Linked DNA regions of Ovis aries: region 2 is linked to region 1. A link is a contact called in public Hi-C data. All regions are on one chromosome and are shown on one strand. The core of a region is the stretch at or near the end of the contact, and the rest is flanking DNA. Distances in the headings are between cores, read along the strand shown. Region 1 has its middle 26 kb from the start of OAF. Region 2 overlaps POU2F3 (POU class 2 homeobox 3).

What was found. Hi-C and Micro-C count contacts between places; a contact is called where the count stands out from the background.
Region 2: a Hi-C map of liver shows a contact between it and region 1, with 4 times the contacts expected there. The contact joins two enhancer-like sites. A contact is called at or near these places in 4 of 16 Hi-C or Micro-C datasets (liver, skin fibroblasts and tail adipose tissue).

The regions. Positions count from the first base shown.
Region 1 is chr15:30,473,095-30,477,105 of ARS-UI_Ramb_v3.0, forward strand. No RefSeq gene overlaps it. Among named protein-coding and RNA genes, the nearest start is that of OAF, 26 kb to the right of the region's middle. Within about 2 kb of position 2,112, at least 20 of the 54 cell types and tissues checked have an H3K27ac peak or open chromatin away from gene starts, as enhancers often do. A contact at or near this core is called in liver, where this site is marked.
Region 2 is chr15:30,588,375-30,592,332 of ARS-UI_Ramb_v3.0, forward strand. The region is part of intron 3 of POU2F3 (POU class 2 homeobox 3); the gene reads left to right. Among named protein-coding and RNA genes, the nearest start is that of TLCD5, 38 kb to the right of the region's middle. Within about 2 kb of position 1,782, at least 2 of the 54 cell types and tissues checked have an H3K27ac peak or open chromatin away from gene starts, as enhancers often do. A contact at or near this core is called in liver, where this site is marked.

The DNA.
Region 1 (4,011 bases), core at 862-3,361:
AATGGAGGCCATCATCCCTTTGTCCCAGGGCTACAGGGTCAGCTTGCTCCTCTTGGACTTAAATAGCTGTAGAAGACTAAACGGTGGGTGAACGTGAGAGCTGAATTAAAGTTGATCCAGGGCCTCCTGCTACTACCAGGCACTGGACTGGGTGCTCAAGAGAAAACTGACCTCCCAGCTGTCCTACTGGGGATGCGTGTGTGTATGCTAAGTTACTCCAGTCATCTAGACTCTCTGAGACCCGACGGCCTGTGCCCCACCAGTCTGCTCCGTCCATGGGATTCTCTAGGCAAGAATATTGGAGTGGATTGCTCTGCCCTTCTCCAGGGGATCTTCCCCACCCAGAGATCAAACCTACGTCTCTTAGGTCTCTCACAGAGGCAGGCAGGTTCTTTACCGTTAGCACCACCTCCCCTGTTTTGCCTATAAGAAACTGAGGTGCAAAGCCTTGAAGAAACTTGCCCCAGACCTTGAAAATATGAAGAGTGGAGAATGCTTTGAACCATTCAATGGAGTTATTTTGGGGGGTAGAGGGGGTTGGTTGACTCATGATTGGTTCAGAACATTCTAGAATTATCCATAGCTTCTGGACAGAAAGCTGAAAATAGGTGTGATGTTCCAGCTCAAAGAGATGAGTGAATTTATGCACAGCCTGGGCTCATAGGCAGAGGGAGGGGCCCCAGGAAAACCAGGAAGGCCCACGAGGTTTGATATTCTTTTAGACATGGAGGCCATCAAGATGGCGCTGTGTATGGATGAAGAGTGTTAAAGAGAACCCCAAACCCAGGACACCCCTACAAGGGTCCTGGAGAATATTGATGTCGCCTGAGATGATCAGGACTTTGGGATACATTGCTGGAGAGGCCAGGGACATAATTCAGCCCCATCTGGAGCAGGCAGGGCCTGAAAATTGATGCCCAGCAAAGCAAGGGCACTTAGGGAGCTCAAGTTCTCCGGCTCCCCTCCACACGCACTGCCTGGCCACCCACTTGCTGGGCATCCTGCAGCTGCGCTAAACGCACCCTCCTGGACTCCCCTGGTGGTCCTGTGGCAAGGAGTCTGATTGCCAAATGCAGGGGACACGGGTTCAATTCCTGCTTCAGGAAGATTCCAAGTGCTACGAGGCAACTAAACTTGTGTGCCCTAGAGCCGGTGCTCCGCAACAACAGAAGCCCCCACAGTGAGAAGTCCGCACACACCACAACTTGAGAAAGCCTGTGAGCTGCAACGTAGACTCAGCACAGCCAAAAATAAACAGATAAATAAATTAATAAATAAGTGAAACTTAAAAAATAAACTTGCTCCTCTTTCCTTCCAAGGCCCAAGCAAACGTCAGTTCTTGTTGCCTCCTTCCACTTTATTTTTCCCATCTGTCCTCTCCCCCTTCCCCCTTCCTTGGCCCGCTCCCCCATCCCACTCCCCCATCTGCCCTAAAGAGCAAATTCCTATCCTGACCGGGAAGCTCTGCTGGAATCTGGGAGGCCTGGTTTCTGGCTGAGGGAGAAGAGGCAGATTCAGGGGCAGGCCTGAAGAAACTGGGAGGCAGAAGGAGGGGCTGGCCAAGGGGCGAAATGAGTTCCTGGCCGGGGAGAGAGGGAACTGGTGGGACAGTGGCCTCAGAGCCTATGAGGCTTGCAGAGAGATTTTGGGGTGCAGGACAGGGGTTTCTCAGGCTCCCTGCCCTACAGAGGGGGCCTTGGTGGTGAAGGGGCAGCTGCGGAGGGGGGGGTCACTCCCACCTACACCAGCCCTCAGTCCCAGCTCAGCACCCCCAGGTGGTCTGGTCCAGGCTGCCATGGAAAGCAAAAGTCCAGAAGAGGGGCCCAGCCAGGGGGAGACCCAAAAGTCAGAGGCAAACAGGCAGCCCTGGGCCTCCCCAGCACGGCAGCCTCGCCGACTCAGGGCGCTCACTTGGGGCCCTCAGGCTCCCCAGGCCTGTGTCTGAGAACACTGGAAGTCCCAACAGCAGGGCTGGCTGGCTGCCTCCCTCCGCCAGGCCCAGGTTAACCCTTGCACAGCTGGGCAGCTTACTCGTCTCATCCCCTTGCTTGCATCCCAGCACAGGGCAGGTTTCCTCTGCCTGCCTGGCAGCTCCTCGAGGCTGACACCTTCCTTGTCCCTGGCTTCCTCCACACAGGCAGTCCCCTGCCTCCAGTCCTCCCAGAGAGCCTGGCAGTCCCATCTCTGCAGATGACTGAGCCTTTGGCCTCTTCCCAGCCCAGTCAGCCTTTGAGAAATAGGCTTGGTGTCCTGAATTGGAATGGACGGGCCTTAGCAGCCCTCCCATCCAGCGCCTCCTTTACAAGGAGGAAACTGAGGCCCAGGGTCACACAAGTGCTGAGGGCAGCTCCTGATCACCTGGTGAGGAGGCAATCCGGGGTGCCAGGGCCCAAGAGGAGATGTGGGCAGCCTGAGTCAGGGAAAGGGCAGCGGATGGGGAAGGACAGAGGCACGGCCTGGCTCTCTCCCTGGGCAGGGCAGGCCTGGCCTGTTACCTGGAAGGGCAGGTATTGCCTGAGATTGTTTGTGGGGGGTTTCCAGGTGGCTGGAACTGAATCACAACCTGCACGCGCCACCCATCCTCGTGTGGGCGCAGTGAATCAGCACGCGTTGTCCTGCGGGTGTGGAGTGGTCGGCATTCCACACGTGGGACGGGCCCCAGAGCATTGGGTGTCTGTGTCTTCAGGGACCGCTCACCCGTACTGGCTCACCAGTGTGCGTATATGCGTCCCTGCCCGGCCTCTGCGGGTCTTACGGAAATTAGGTGTGTGCAAGAGCATGCCTGTGTATGTGCACACACCAGTGGAGGGCTAGCTACTTGGCTGTGTGCTTCAGACAGAGACAGGGAAGCACTGTTGTGCTCCGAGCTCCAGCCTACTCCAGTGCCTGAGTTTCTAGCTGCCCCAGCTGAACTGCGCACAGATGTGGGCTGCTTTGCTGCAGTCCTAAGCAGACCTCCCGGGATTTTTCCAGAGGAAACGCAGAAATATTGTGGTGTCTGCTCTGAGTAGTAGGAGAGAGAATGGGGATGGGACTTGACGGTAGGGCTCCAACAAGGAGGGACCACAGGCCAGCGGGAAACTGAGGAAGCAAGAGCCTCCCCCAAAGGACGGGCTGGGACCCAGGGGCAGGGGTGTCTGATGGTTTTCGGCTGTAGGGCCCCGGGTACCACTGGGGAGAGTGATGTCTTTGGTTGTCTCCAGTGTCCAGAGTGCTGGCCCCAGCGCCCAGCCCACTGCGGCCCCTCCTCTCCGGGCCCCTCCCTCTCAGGGCCCTGGGCAAGTGCTCCATTGCCCTCTGGGCAAACACACACCAGCACCTCCATCCCCTCCGCACCATGAGCTGGGAGGCACCACGCATACACAGGCACCCCAGCCACCGTGGCACCACCACCCACACACGGACCACACACACATACACACATCGTCACCACATTCACACACACACACCCTCATATCATATGCCAGTATTTCAACACCGCAATCAAAGCCACCATACAAACGCCCCCACTGCACACAGACTCCAAACCATACACACCCTCTCCCACAAACAATGACCCTGCATGCCCACCCCACCCCCACTCTTCATCAAAGTTTGCCCCCATAAACAGTTCCAGACCTTTCCAAGCCAAGGAACAGTCCTGATACTGTTCTTAGGCTCCTCATCAGAGCAAACTATTTAAAGCTTTAAAAGAATTTGACTGGTTCTGTCCCACAATTGCCTGGACTGGTTTAAATGCAACTCGCCCCCTCCCACTACCACCCCCCCCCACCAGGGATGAATTCTCCCATTCAACCCATCCCTCTCCAGGGCACAGAAGTGTCTCTCTTCTGGGCAGTGACCCTGGGCTGGACCCTGCCTGCCCTCTGCCCTCAGAGGTGGGAGGCATCCTTGCGCATCTTCCCCCAGCAAGCCTTCCTGGAGCACTTACTCTGTGCCTGGCATGGGCAGGGCAAGTGGGAGGCACAGGGCTGGAAGAGAAGCTTTCTCTACCCTTGGGGACCTCACCGC
Region 2 (3,958 bases), core at 532-3,031, 110 kb after region 1:
GGATGGACAGAGAGGCCTGGCATGCTGCTATTCATGGGGTTGCAAAGAGTCAGACACGACTGAGCGACTGAACTGAACTGAACATACTTAATGAGGAAATGTGACATTGAGAAAAAGATAAAAATATCCACTACCGTTACTTTTATTCAATTATCTTGGAAGTCTAAGCCAGAGCAATAAAGTAAAGGTACAAAATTTTTTTAAAAAGTGTAAACTTTGGAAAAAAAAACTATCTTTATTCACAGAAAACTATTGACCAAATTGTATAAATAGACAATTCAAAAGATCTTACAAGGAAGTTATTAGAATTAATAAGTGCATGTAATAAAGTTAATGAGTATCTGATCAGTACATGAAAAGCAAGTGTATGTCTATATTCCACAGCAAACAAGTTAAAAATGAAACTGTAAACACATTTACAACAGTATCAGAAAAATCAAATCCTAGGGGTGCAATAGTTGTATTCTAAAGACTATAAAACATTACTGAGAGAAATTAGAATATTCAAATAACAGGCTAAATTTATAATTTAGAAGGTCTACTATAATAAAAGTATCTATTTCCCTCAAATTAATCTATAGATAATGCAATCCCCATTAAAATACTGGAAGGTGAAAAAAAAAAAAACACAATAAATAGCTATCCAAAACTGAAATAAAGTCTTTGGATCTGTAAGAGATAGATTTCGGGGACTGAAAATCCACTTATTTGGGAAGCTTCCTCAGAAAATCCTAAAAATTTGATAGATGTGTTGACTTTTAAATTAGATAACCTGAGTTCAAATCAGAGCTCCCCTGCTAACCAGCCATGTACCTTGGATACATCATTTACCTTCATGAACCTGTTTTCCTTAACAGTAAAACAAGAATAGCATCACTTGCCTTTTCAATCTCATGGGAATATTCTGAAAATCAACCAAACTGATATGTTTGAAAGTGCTTTGTAAACTGTAGAACGTCATGGAAAGGTGTAAGTGAGGGCTGTAGGCCACATCCAGGTGTGGCCTCTTGGTAGACGATGACTCAGGTTATGGCAGGAGAAGGAGATGGATTCTCAGTTATTGATTTAAACACATACACACACACATACAACAAACATATCTATCTGCATATATGTGTGTTTATTTAGAAAATGTGCCCCTAAATGTCTCAAGACATTTCTTTCACCAGGTAAAAGAGGAAACTATCACTAACTTGAATACTTTAGGAACTGAAATCTTCCAAACTCAAGCACTGAAATTTGGAGTTCTTTCTCTTTTTAATCTTATTAATATTTTTTTTTCTAGTTTAAAATGAATAATTACCTTTGAAAATTTGGACATTACAGAAATATTTGACTTAGTGAATACCTTCTGTAACCCCAAATACCCTCCATGTATCTGTTCTTAGTAATTGGATTGACTCTGGTCTTTCAGAATTTTTTTTTGTGTTGGTTCTTTCTGTCCTGCAGGCATTCAACAGAAGATTCCTGAAATAGTCCTTTGTTATAGAGGATAAACCTTTAGGGGCGGAAATATATTTTCGATCTTAAAAACGTGCCATTCCATATCTGCCTCTCCGTTCTTACTGTTTTGGCCTTAGGCATGTCCTCAGCAGCTCTTTTCCTAGACTGTTGTGATAAACAGCTCTTTAATTAATTCCCCTGCTCACAGGTATCCTCTCTTCAAATCCATATCCCGTACAGCTGTTACAAAATCTCGCATGTCCCTGCCCTTTGCTCGAGTTACACTTTGCCCCCGAGTCCAGCCTCAGCTTCTTTGCGTGATCCACAGGGCCTCTGTCATCAGGCCCTGGCTGCTTGCCCCGGCCTCTCCCACTCCACGCTGTGGCAGCGCTGAATTGCTCGTCGCTCTTGAACATGAAGTCGTTTCGTTGTCTGTGACTGTGGACAAGCTGCTCCCACTTCCTGGCATGCCCTGCTTTCCCTTCTGCTGAACCCCTCTTCATTCTTCAAGGCTCCCAGAGGCTCCCACTTCTCTTCTCTGGAGCCTTCCTGTCTAACCCCTCTTTTTCTGGTTATCTGTCCTCTGCCCTGACAAAGCAACTCACAACCTTCCCGTGCGACCACCGCAGCACCGCATCCCCATTGCCTTCAGTACTGCACTGTAGGTGATGTTTTTGTTTGTTTCATTACTTATCTATTTTTTTAAGCTTTGTATTTTGCATTGGAGTGGCAGTGATCAACAATGCTGCTGTGATAGCTTCAGGTGGACTGCAAAGGTCTCAGCCATTCACATACATGTATCCCTTCCCCGCCAAATTCCCCTCCTAACCAGGCTGTGTAGGTGACTGCAGTTTTACTTGCCATCTCCTAATTGATCTGGGAGGTCCCTGTTCACCTTTGTGTCACAGTTACTCTTGGAATACAATAGGTGCATACTAAATGTTTATTGAATTAAACTGGAAAGGGGAACTTTATGGGGCAGAAAAAGCTATATCTAAAGCCGCTTGGAAGACCATATGCTCCACTGCTACTGGAAAAGATGCAGGATCAGAGGGCCACAGAGACACATCCCTTTATCCAGGGCACCAGAAGAATACAAGAGACAAGGACCTCAGCCTTACTTAGAAGACTATTCTCAAACATGAACGTTACCAGGGAAAGCCTTTTACTTGCACTTATAGCCAAAGCTCAGCCTTTCAGAGACAGGCTTCCAGGTCACAGGCAGTTCCCCAGGGGATGTCAAAGAGACTCCCATTCAGACTTGTTGAAAGTTTACTTTTGATCACTGTGGCAGCCCCACATCCATGCAAAAATCCCAGGCTCCACTTGTGGAAACCTGTACACCAACTGTGTACCACATGTGAAAACAGCATGGCTCACTGAAGAGGCAGAGGTCAACAAGTTCATTTTTAGGTAGGAAATTCTAGGCGGAAACAGAATGGGATGCCTTACAGAGTGGTACGGGCAAACGAAGGGAGGGTCTGGGAGCCAAAGATGCAAACAGAAAGTCAGGCTCTGCTCTTCCTGGCTGTGTGATGGGTCTATTAATTTCTCTAGTCTTGGTTCCTACATCTGTAAAAATGGCTTGATAAGATTATTTTCCTCATTGAGTTATCATGAAGAACAAATGCTGATCCATTTGAAAGTACTTTTATTTTTATTATAATTTTATTTATTCATTTTGGGCTGTGCTGGGTCTCCGTTGCTGCGGGGACTTTTCTCTAGTTGTGGTGAGCAGGAGCTAGTCTCTAGTTGCAGTGAGTCGGTTTTTTATTGCGGTGGCTTCTCGTGTTGTGGAGCACTTGCTCTAGGCACGTGTGCCTCACTGGTTGTGGCCCGTAGTTGTGGTTCACAGGCTCCGGAACACAGGCTCAGTAGTCGTGGCACACAGACTTAGTTGCTCCGTGACTTGTGGGATCTTCCTGGTCCAGGGATCGAACCCGCGTCTCATGCACTGGCATGTGGCTCTTTGCCGCTGAGCCACCAGGGAAGCCCTAAAGTATTTTTAAAATATTACTTTTTCCCTTTCTTGAGCTGATGCTCTTGGAACTAATCTACGTAGCACTCCATGACTGCAAGTTGGTGCTGTGTGTGTGCACAGGTAGTCTCCTTTGGACCCCAGAGAACAACATACAGTAGTGTGAGAATATCGCGGTGTGTCTGAGCCTTCTCTTTTCCTGTCCCACCTCTCTTCCTCGTGATGAGGGAGGAAAAGAGCAAATCCTGGAGTTAATTTGTCCGTGTGAAAGTCAAGGGAATACAAAAATGCTGGTTCCCAAACCAAGTGTATCAGGTTACGCATCAGGCAGATGTGTGCTTTATCTGCATCTAAACCTTACCCTGTGAAGTAATGGAGAACTCTGAAGCAGGATTGAGATTAAATCTTATTAGAGCAATGGGATTAGGGTTACTACTGAGTTACTTCAGGAGCCAGAATGGGCAACAACCCCAGAGTGATAGAAACAAGAGAGAGAGTTATGCCACTGTGTAGGGGAGTGGACTGAACACCGGCTGG